3 separate regions of the Ovis aries genome follow, and regions 1 and 3 are each linked to region 2. The links are chromatin contacts, called in public Hi-C maps. All regions are on one chromosome and are shown on one strand. The core of a region is the stretch at or near the end of the contact, and the rest is flanking DNA. Distances in the headings are between cores, read along the strand shown. Region 1 holds the start of PDZD9 (PDZ domain containing 9). Region 2 overlaps SDR42E2 (short chain dehydrogenase/reductase family 42E, member 2). Region 3 holds the start of METTL9 (methyltransferase 9, His-X-His N1(pi)-histidine).

What was found. Hi-C and Micro-C count contacts between places; a contact is called where the count stands out from the background.
Region 1: a Hi-C map of hypothalamus shows a contact between it and region 2, with 5 times the contacts expected there. The contact joins the promoter of PDZD9 here to the enhancer-like site in region 2. A contact is called at or near these places in 5 of 16 Hi-C or Micro-C datasets (hypothalamus, mixed tissues, muscle and 2 more).
Region 3: a Hi-C map of hypothalamus shows a contact between it and region 2, with 5 times the contacts expected there. The contact joins the promoter of METTL9 here to the enhancer-like site in region 2. A contact is called at or near these places in 3 of 16 Hi-C or Micro-C datasets (blood, hypothalamus and muscle).

What each region holds. Positions count from the first base shown.
Region 1 is chr24:20,255,123-20,258,193 of ARS-UI_Ramb_v3.0, forward strand. PDZD9 (PDZ domain containing 9) reads right to left here and starts at 1,528. Exons shown (of 5, transcript XM_027961989.3): 1 at 1-1,528. MOSMO (modulator of smoothened) reads left to right here and starts at 2,299. Exons shown (of 3, transcript XM_042240399.2): 1 at 2,299-2,583. The coding sequence starts at 2,478.
Region 2 is chr24:20,419,492-20,422,277 of ARS-UI_Ramb_v3.0, forward strand. SDR42E2 (short chain dehydrogenase/reductase family 42E, member 2) reads left to right here. Exons shown (of 11, transcript XM_015103890.4): 11 at 773-2,786. The coding sequence ends at 1,012. Among named protein-coding and RNA genes, the nearest start is that of TRNAL-UAG, 5.4 kb to the right of the region's middle. Within about 2 kb of position 1,435, at least 52 of the 54 cell types and tissues checked have an H3K27ac peak or open chromatin away from gene starts, as enhancers often do. A contact at or near this core is called in hypothalamus and muscle, where this site is marked.
Region 3 is chr24:20,648,648-20,651,680 of ARS-UI_Ramb_v3.0, forward strand. It overlaps METTL9 (methyltransferase 9, His-X-His N1(pi)-histidine), which reads left to right and starts at 1,731. Exons shown (of 5, transcript XM_042240403.1): 1 at 1,731-1,827. The coding sequence starts at 1,783.

The DNA.
Region 1 (3,071 bases), core at 278-2,777, 160 kb before region 2:
AGACTGATCTGTCCTGTCCTGAGAGTCTTGGGACTCTGAAACACTACATTGGCAAGCAAGAATGAAACTGCGGGCTAAAACCAGCCCAAATTATTGGGACTAATAGGAAACCTGTAAACAGAGAATTTGGTTCCTGCCCACCCCTCTCATCCCACATCCTGATTGGTAAGGAATGGGATAGGTGGCTGTTGTCTGTAGTGATGTGCAGCTATTATCCGGTAGAAAAAGTTTTAAATTCTTTTAACTTTGTAATAGTTGTTTTTGTGTTTTAATCTTAGATTCAGACCTCTCATGGAGGGGCAAAGGTAGGAGGGACAGGAAGGGATACCTGGGTAGAGGGAGGAATTTATGCTTATATTTTTTTAAACACAAGAATCAAGTCATAATTCCACTTAGCTGGAGTTAGAATAGGCAAGTGTTCCAACATTTCACCCTAGGATTCTCAACTGGCCAATGGTGAACATCCGTGGACATTGAGAATTCAGAACTGTACAGCTGGAGTTTCTATCAACTGGCAACAGAAACACCAGAAAGAAGCCAAGAAAATGACTCCGCCAAAGTTCTCCAGTGTTTAAACAACAACAAACAGTGAAAAATTCCTGCAGTAATGTGATATGCATTATGTCTAAGTCCCTGGAACATATAAATCAGCTTGTGTCAATTTCTGTGGCAGAAGAAAAATATGTGATTTAATAATAATAACAAAAACCCTACCCTTCCCCTCCCCCTCCACAAGAGACCAATGTTTGGATAGGAAAGTCTATAGGCTAGCAACTGAACTTCCTTACCCAATCTATGTGCTGATACTGATAACTCTGTGCATTTCTGCAAAGCTGTTGGTCTGGTGGAATTTGAAACCTGCTGAGTTCTGTGGACATGTAGGCATTCCAAAAATAGAGACAGATATCACTCTTCTAGGTCTTTCTAGAGATGACCTAGGTGGCCTTTATGGAGAAAATGAGCCTCTCATTTCCTGTTCGCTGCATGGGGAACTATCTGGGAAAGAAAGAGCTGGACTCGACGTCAGAGTTAATACTGACTTAGTACATGAGTCATGGAAGAAAAGGAAACCTCCATTAGATAGCAAAATCGTATGTGGTAGACCATATGTGTCGCTAACAAATTTTGCCAACCATCTCTTTTTCTGTTTCTCCATCCAACTTAAGCCCCTCCCCACATCCCACCTCAGTAAATAGTATCCTCAAACGCCCAGTTACTCAGGCCAAAAATTTAGGAGTTATTCCCTGAATCCTGTTTCAACTGCCCCCCTACCCCCATTTATCAGCACGTCCTTTCCTCTGCCTAAAAAACATCCCTATCTGCCCATTGTCCCCTATCTTCAATACTCTTATCCTAGCTAAAGCTACATTTCTCTCTGTCCTGGACTACTGTGCCTCTTAACTGGTATCCCTGCTTTTGTTCTTGCCCCTCCCCACCTACAATCTATACTCTTTTTACAGACTAAATAAGACTTGTCACTCTCTTGCTTTAAACCCTCCAGTGCTTTCCTGTTGCATTTAGAACAAAATCCAAACTCTCTATCACGGCTCTCGAAGTCCTACATTTGATCTCTGCCTACCTCTCTTTTTCTCCAGCCACATGGGCCGTTTTGCAGTTCCTTGAACAGCCCACCTCTTCCTTGCCCGCTTCCCTAATGTTCCTTGAACTTTCTTTTCTGTTTGGTACAGTCTTGCCCAGATCTTCACGCATGAGGTATTTATGAACGCGGCATTCTCAGTGAAACCTTCCCTGGTTATCCTAAGGATCATCAAACCGCCGCCCCCTAAACCTCTCATCAGACAGATTAACACCTAGCATTAAAGATCAGTTTTTAACAAAGTTTCTGTCTCTTCCCCCCGCCCCAGGAGGTAAGCTTTCTGAGAGCAGGAAACTTGTTTCTCTTGTCCACTCCGGCACCCCCAGCACCTACAGTGCCTGCTGCGTTCCCTAAATAGGGCAGTCCCGGGCTGACGGATACGGCAGAGGCAACGATAATGCAAGGTGACAAGAGCCTGTCACCAACTCCCTCGGCGGTCGCGAGGCCGCCTCCTGCCGGAAGAAAAGCGGCTCCTGCCCAGTCCAGGGCAGCGAGGCGGGCGGCCGAGAAGAAGCCGGGCGGAGCAAGGCCTGAGGCGGGCGGGAGGAAGGACTGGGGCTGCGAGCCTGGGCTGGACCGAGAAGACAGAACGGGGTCGCCAGGGGCCGAGAGCCGGAGCCGGCCGCGCCAGCACCTCGGCTTCGCTTCCGGGTGAGGGGCGGGCGGGCGGAGCAGTTCCGGGGCGGGCGGCGGTTCCGGCTGTGCGGGCCGCGCCGCGGCTGCTAGTCCCGGGCGCGCGGAGGGCGCGAGCGGCGCGCGGGGGCTGAGGGGAGCGAGGCGGCGGCGTGGGGTCTTCTGGCCCCGGCGGCGGCCCATGGGGCGGGAGGCGTGAGGCCGCGGCCTGCCCGGGGCTCGGGGGGTGGGGGGACGGGGCGGGGAGATGGATAAACTGACCATCATCTCAGGATGTCTCTTTCTGGCCGCCGATATCTTCGCCATCGCCAGCATCGCCAACCCGGACTGGATCAACACCGGGGAGTCCGCGGGTGAGCGAGCGGCAGGCGCGCGGGGCCGGGCGGGGGATTGGCTGAGGGCGAAGGGAGGGGAGGGGAGACCCGGCTCAGGAGAAGACGGGGCTGGAGGATGCGCGGCGGCGGCCAGCCTGAGAAGAAGGGAGCGATGGGGCGACCCGGGCTGCCTGGCCGAGGGGCTGGCGAAGGGGACACGCGGGGAACGGAGAGGAGCGGCACCATGGGCTGAGTGCGAAATGGCCGAGGGCCGAGGAGATCTGGACCGGGCTGATGGTCCTGGACCTGGGAGAGAGGGTGAAGGGAGACAGCCGCCAACCTGAGGGACAGCGGAGGGGGCAACGAGCGTCGTCCTGGATTTAAAAAAAAAAAAAAAAAAAAGTCCAGGTGAGAGACAGGAGGAAACCGATTTGGAGGAAACTGAGGCGCCTGTGAAGGAATTAGAAACCAGGCGGTGAGACTGGGGCCCGGAGCGAGGCAGCCTGTGGGGTGTGAGAGTCCCCAGA
Region 2 (2,786 bases), core at 185-2,684:
ATAGCAGGGAAAGGCATGGGCTAGAATTTGGCTCCCTGTGTGACCCTGGGCAAGTCAGTTAACCTCTCTGATCAATTTTCAAGAGGAGACGGTGGTATTAGCATTTCAGAAGATTAAATGAGACGAGGCCCAGAAAGAATTTAGTCCTACAGGCACAAGGTGCTAGTTCAGCAGTTGTTAGCTGTCAGTACTACCTTTGAAGCCTGTGGGCCCCAAGACTTCTGCCAGCAGGGAAGGTTGCTCAGATCCTGGAGAGTTATCACTTCTGCATAATTGAATTCCTCTCTTAGGGAAGCTTAGTTAATCAGCAAGGGAGTGAAAACTGTGCCCTGGGACCTGCCTGCCCAGACTCGATCTGGAGCTGTGGGCTGAAAAGCTCAGGGTGTCCCCTGGAGACACTTGTTTCCGGAGAGCTGCACCCAGGCTACAGGCAGAATATATCAAGGTCCTCCTGAGCCCCAGCATCTTCTAGGCCAGGGAATGGAGTGCACAGGTGGGGCCTTTACTTTGGGGGCACTGAGAAATTCAGTAGGGTGAGGAGATGCCGAAAAGACATCGGGGAGGCGACACCCTCAAAGAAAACGGGGGCAGAAGAGAGAAAGGAAGTCCTCCCCATGAGAACATCGAAGGCGCAAGATCCAACACTTTGGGAGGTCCTTTTAAATCGCTGTGCGATGCAAGGGGAATCCCTACCATCTCCCGTCCCAGTAAAATAAGGTTGCCTCCCACGCCCACTAGTCCCGCTCTGCGGCTGTCCCGCCTCTCCCCTCAGGTGCGCAGTGTGGCCGTGACACACACCTTCCAGATCGCCAAGGCCCGCGCCCAGCTTGGCTACGTGCCGGACAAGTTCAGCTTCGCGGACGCAGTGGAGCGATATGTGCAGTCAACAGCGGGGCGGACCCGCGGCTCCGCCGCGCGGACGCTCCTGCGGCTGCTGCTCGGGCTGTTGCTGTTCCTTGGCCTGCTAGTCCTGGCCCTGCGCTTCCTAGGCCTGCAGCCGTCCGTCCTCTGACCGTCGTCGCCGGCCCATCCCTGCTCCCGCTTCGCCTTCAGGACTCGGACCAGACCCTGCTCCGCCCTCCGGACTTGGGCGCACCCTGGAGTCCTGGACTTCTCCCTAACACGCCCTCTGGGCTTGGGTCTGCCCGGGGCTCAAATGGCAACCCACTCTAGTATTCTTGCCTGGAGAATTCCATGGATAGAGGAGCCCGGTGGGCCACAGTCCATGGAGTCGCAAGAGTTAGACATGACTTAGCAGCTAAATCGTCATCATCTGGGCCCAGCGTTCTAACCCCGCCCATTCCCCGCCCCCTGGGTTTAGACACGCCCCTTCCCCGCCTCTTGAGTCGTGACCACGCCCCTGCTCCTCCCTTCGGGTCTGGAGCTCCCTCTAGCCTGGAAAGGATGCCACCGGAAGGTCCTAGCCTCTCAGCCTGCTCCGCCTTCCAGGCCTTCTCCCCGTCCCTACCCAGGTCTGACCCGCCCCAGGGTTCTCTCCTGCTGTAGTTCCGCTCTCTTCCTACCTGTAAGCTTGAGCCCGCCCCCTGGTTTCTCCCCAGGGAATTAGCCTTAGCCGTTTGGGTAGGGGCTTCCCAGGTGGTGCTAGTGGTAAAGAACCCGCCTGCCAATGCAGAGACTGGGTTTGATTCCCGGGTCGAGAAGATCCCCTGGAGAAGGAAATGGCAACCCACTCCAGCATTCTTGCCTGAAGAATCCCATGGACAGAGGAGCCTGGCGGACTACAGTCCATAGCGTCGCGAAAAGTCAGACACAACTGAGCAAGCAGGCACGCCCTACCCCTCTGGGTCGGGTCCTTCCCCTCTTCTGCTTGAGATTCGGTCCTAGCCCCGCGCCCTTCCGTCTGGTTCCACCCCCTCCAGTCACATCTCATAGGCGAGTTCTTAGGGCCTGAGCAACTGAACTGCAGCCACTTATGCAAGCTGGGCATACGTTTGCAAGTTTTCGTTGTCTGTTGCTACCTCTCTAGGGACACAGACCCTCCTTGCTGCTCTAACTTCCCTGGGCTTGTCCTCAGATTGGGATCTTGGATTAGATCCATTCTAGGAGCACTGTGTTTCATCCTCTGCTACGCTTACGTTTTGGGTTCTCTCACTCATCAGATCTCCTGTGTGTTGATAGCCAGGGCTGGAAGGAAACCTGAGACCCGGGCTTCTGCCTAGCTCTACTTGGCCTTTTTGGGTTTCTAGGGTATAAGTCTGGGGATGATTCAGCTTAGTAAGCACAGATTTCGGTACCAGAAGGGACATCAGAAAAGAAAAAAAAAATTTTTTTAGGATGATAAAAAGATAAAACCGTCCAGTTAAAAATAAATAAATCCTGGAGGTGTAATATACAGCATGGTTACTATAGTTAATAATGCTATATTGTGTATATGAATGTTTCTGAGAGTAGATCTTAAGTTTTTATCACAAGAAAAATTGTAACTGTGGTGATGGAAGTTAACTAAACATTGTGACCATTTCACAATATATACATATAGCAAATAATTATATTGTACACCAGAAATTAATACAATGTTACATGTCAATTAAATCTCAAAAAAAAACCCCACCCTTTTAAAAGAACTGAATCTGTTGTATGGCAGAAACCAAGGCAATATTGTAAAGCAATTATTCTCCAATTAAAAATAAATAAATTTAAAAAAATTTAAAAACAAATCTCTGGGGAAAATAGCAGTAAATTATAATGGGCATTTTTAGAAATTAATTGGTCATATTTTTTTATTCAATATTGCTTCTATTTGTTCCTGAGGGGGCCAGTAGTGA
Region 3 (3,033 bases), core at 481-2,980, 230 kb after region 2:
ACAGGAGGAGGAGCTGACATCCTGGGCTCTAAGGGAATGTATTATGGAGGGTAGCTTTGCAGAGACCAGTCACATTGGGAATAAGCATCATTATTGTGATAACCTTGGTTGAGTTTTACAGTTTACAAGGCATTCAGATCATCTGATTCTCACAGACGTGTTGTGAACTAAGTGTGTGTGTATGTGTGTGTGCTCAGTCGTGTCTGACTCTTTGCGACCCCGTGGACCACAGACCACCAGGCTCCTCTGTCCATGGGATTTCCCAGGGAAGAATACTGGAGTGGGTTCCCCTTTCCTCCTCCAGGGGATCTTCTCAAGCCAGAGATCAAACCCGCATTTTCTGCACCTCATGCATTGGCAGGTGGATTCTTTACCACTGAGCCACCAGGGAAGCTCTCAAAACCATGCCCCAGATTACAGATGAGGAAAGGGAGGTTCAGGAGAGGGTGAATTATCCAAGTCATAGTGAAAGCAAGAGAAAATTAACATTTTTTTGGAGAACTTACTATGTCCTGAGGCACTATACTAAATACTCTATATATTTTTTTTCTTTTAATTGGAGGATAATTGCTTTACAAAATTATGTTGGTTTCTGCAGTACAACAACGTGATTCAGTCATATGTCCCCTCTCTCTTGAACCTCCCTCCCACCTCTACCCCATCCCACCCCTCTAGGTGGTCACAGAGCCCCAGGTGGAACTTACTGTGTTACATAGCAACTCCCCACTAGCTATCCGCTTTACACATGGTAATGTGTAGGTTTCATTGCTATTCTCTCAATTTGTCCCATCCTCTCCTTTTCCCAGTATCCACAAGTCTGTTCTCAATGCCTGTGTCTCTAGTCTTGCCCTGCAGATATGTTCAGCAGTACCATTTTTTTCAGAATCTGTATGTGTTAATATATAGTATTTGTTTTTCTCTTTCTGTTTGCACTTTCGCCTTAAACACTTTATCAGAGACCATAGTGATGTCACTGCATATGTCTGAGATCATATCAACAAAGTTCAGATAATAATCTGTTACATTTACTAATATAAAACAAATTTATTGAATACATTTACTAATTTTATTTTTTTAGAGGTGCTCATTGCTTAATAACCATAAGGAACATCTACTGGATACACTGGGGAAAACTTGCATCTTTCTTATACTCCGAAAAATATTAAGAAGCATAAAAACAATCTAAGTCCATGAAAACATGTGATTATACTCTTTTTAGATCATTATCTCTTCAACAAGATGACAACGAACAACAGTGGCGGCACATTTTGTGTTCCTCTACAGATCCAGCTCTCTATAGGTTCTCTTCCTAATTGAAAAGAGAACACGCAAATGTCGTAAATTGCAGCTGATAAGAAGAATTACAACAAAAAGCGCCCTGCCTAGAGTTCTAGATAGGAAAGTGATCCAGTCAAGATTTAGGACCTATGCACAGAGCTGTGACCCAAGCCAGACATCTGAGCCCTGGTCAGGGGAACACTGAGCAGAGCCCAGCACAGAGGGTGTCATTTATGTGTCCTTTGAATATCACTGCATTTCAAGGCCAGAAAGAATACTGGCTCTTAGCTGGCTTTTTGTGTTATCTGTGCCTCTTCCCCTCTCCGTGAGGGATAAGTGAGGTTTTAATATACAGCCAGTGACATTCTAGTCGATGTAGGAAAGGGGCAGTCCCTGAGGGCAATCTGAACTTCTGCTTAGTATATTTACTCTTGCTGTTTTCCTTCCTCCTCATTTGTAATTCAGGAGGCTCTTTGAGAAGGGAGAGACAGCAAGGCTTCTTAGATGGATCGAAGGACTGTGAGCTGGGATACCAGGTTCTATGAAAAGGTCTGCTATTGAATTTGTTCTGCTACCTTTAGGCAAATCATTTGATCATGCTGTGCTTTGGTTTCGTCCTGTGCTTGCTAAGTGTAAACAACATGTAGTTGAATATTCTGTGATTATTATAGAGTATTTAAATGTGAGACTGATTTATTTTTCTAGGCCACCTGCTCAGGTCTGAAGTGAAAATCTGCTTCTCTGAGATGCTGGGCTTCGTGGCAGCTGACCCTAAACCCTTCAGACAGCAGCCATCTAGTTGCTGCTTCTCAGCCCATCAGGCTTACTCTATAGTTGAGGGGCTTATCTTGTGGTCTCCTTTGTTTGCAGAAATGAAATACGTCATTCTATACTTCATGTTGCTTTTACAGCCTCCTGCCCAACCCTCCCTCACCCCCTCTAAAAAGATGAAGGCTTTCTTTGGCACAGAGTTGCTTTACTTGTGACACTGATCCTAAGAGGCAGTGGAGACAGATGACATGGCAAACTGAATTATCTGAGCTTGCTACTATAGTTCCTTTTTGATGATCTGGGTCAGGACCACTAGAGGTTTGAACTAGATTTAAAGGTGCAGGCTCTTTGGGATTTTGGCAGGAAGCAGTTAGGGAGTATGCTGGAAAGAGAACACAAAGTACCCTCCTCCTCTCTGCCTTTTTGGTTTGTTTGTTATAGCCTGTGTTACATTAGGCAACAAGATGTCCCTGTTAGTGAAAGGTGCCAAGCTGAGGTTCTTAGAAGCTAATAAAAATGTTTGTGAATAAGGAAGGGTTTTGTTCTTCATCAGTGATCACCATGACACTTTTAAATAACCATCTCGGAAGTGCACGAATGGAGTTAACAGAAAGGTTTCTTTTGTTTTGAATTAAAATAAAATGTATTACATGATGTCTAGTGCAGTTAAATTAGAAGCATTTTCTAAACAAACCGAGCAAGGTGTTAAAGGGATAGGACCCATGAAATGTTTGACTCCTTACTGGTAGCTTTGGTGGCAGCAGGAAGAGCTTCAGACACAGGAACACAGTGTAACCTTTCAGTTTTGAAACGTTGCTAGGTCTTCCTGTGCTACAAATGATCAAAGACACATCTGGGTAAATATTGCTTGCAAATCTTGGTTGGCTTGAAGAGTACTGGATCCCACTTCCGTTTGTTAATTCAAGGAAACGAACATGCAGGGACTCGAATTTGGGGTCTTCATTCTTGGACAGGGTCATCAAT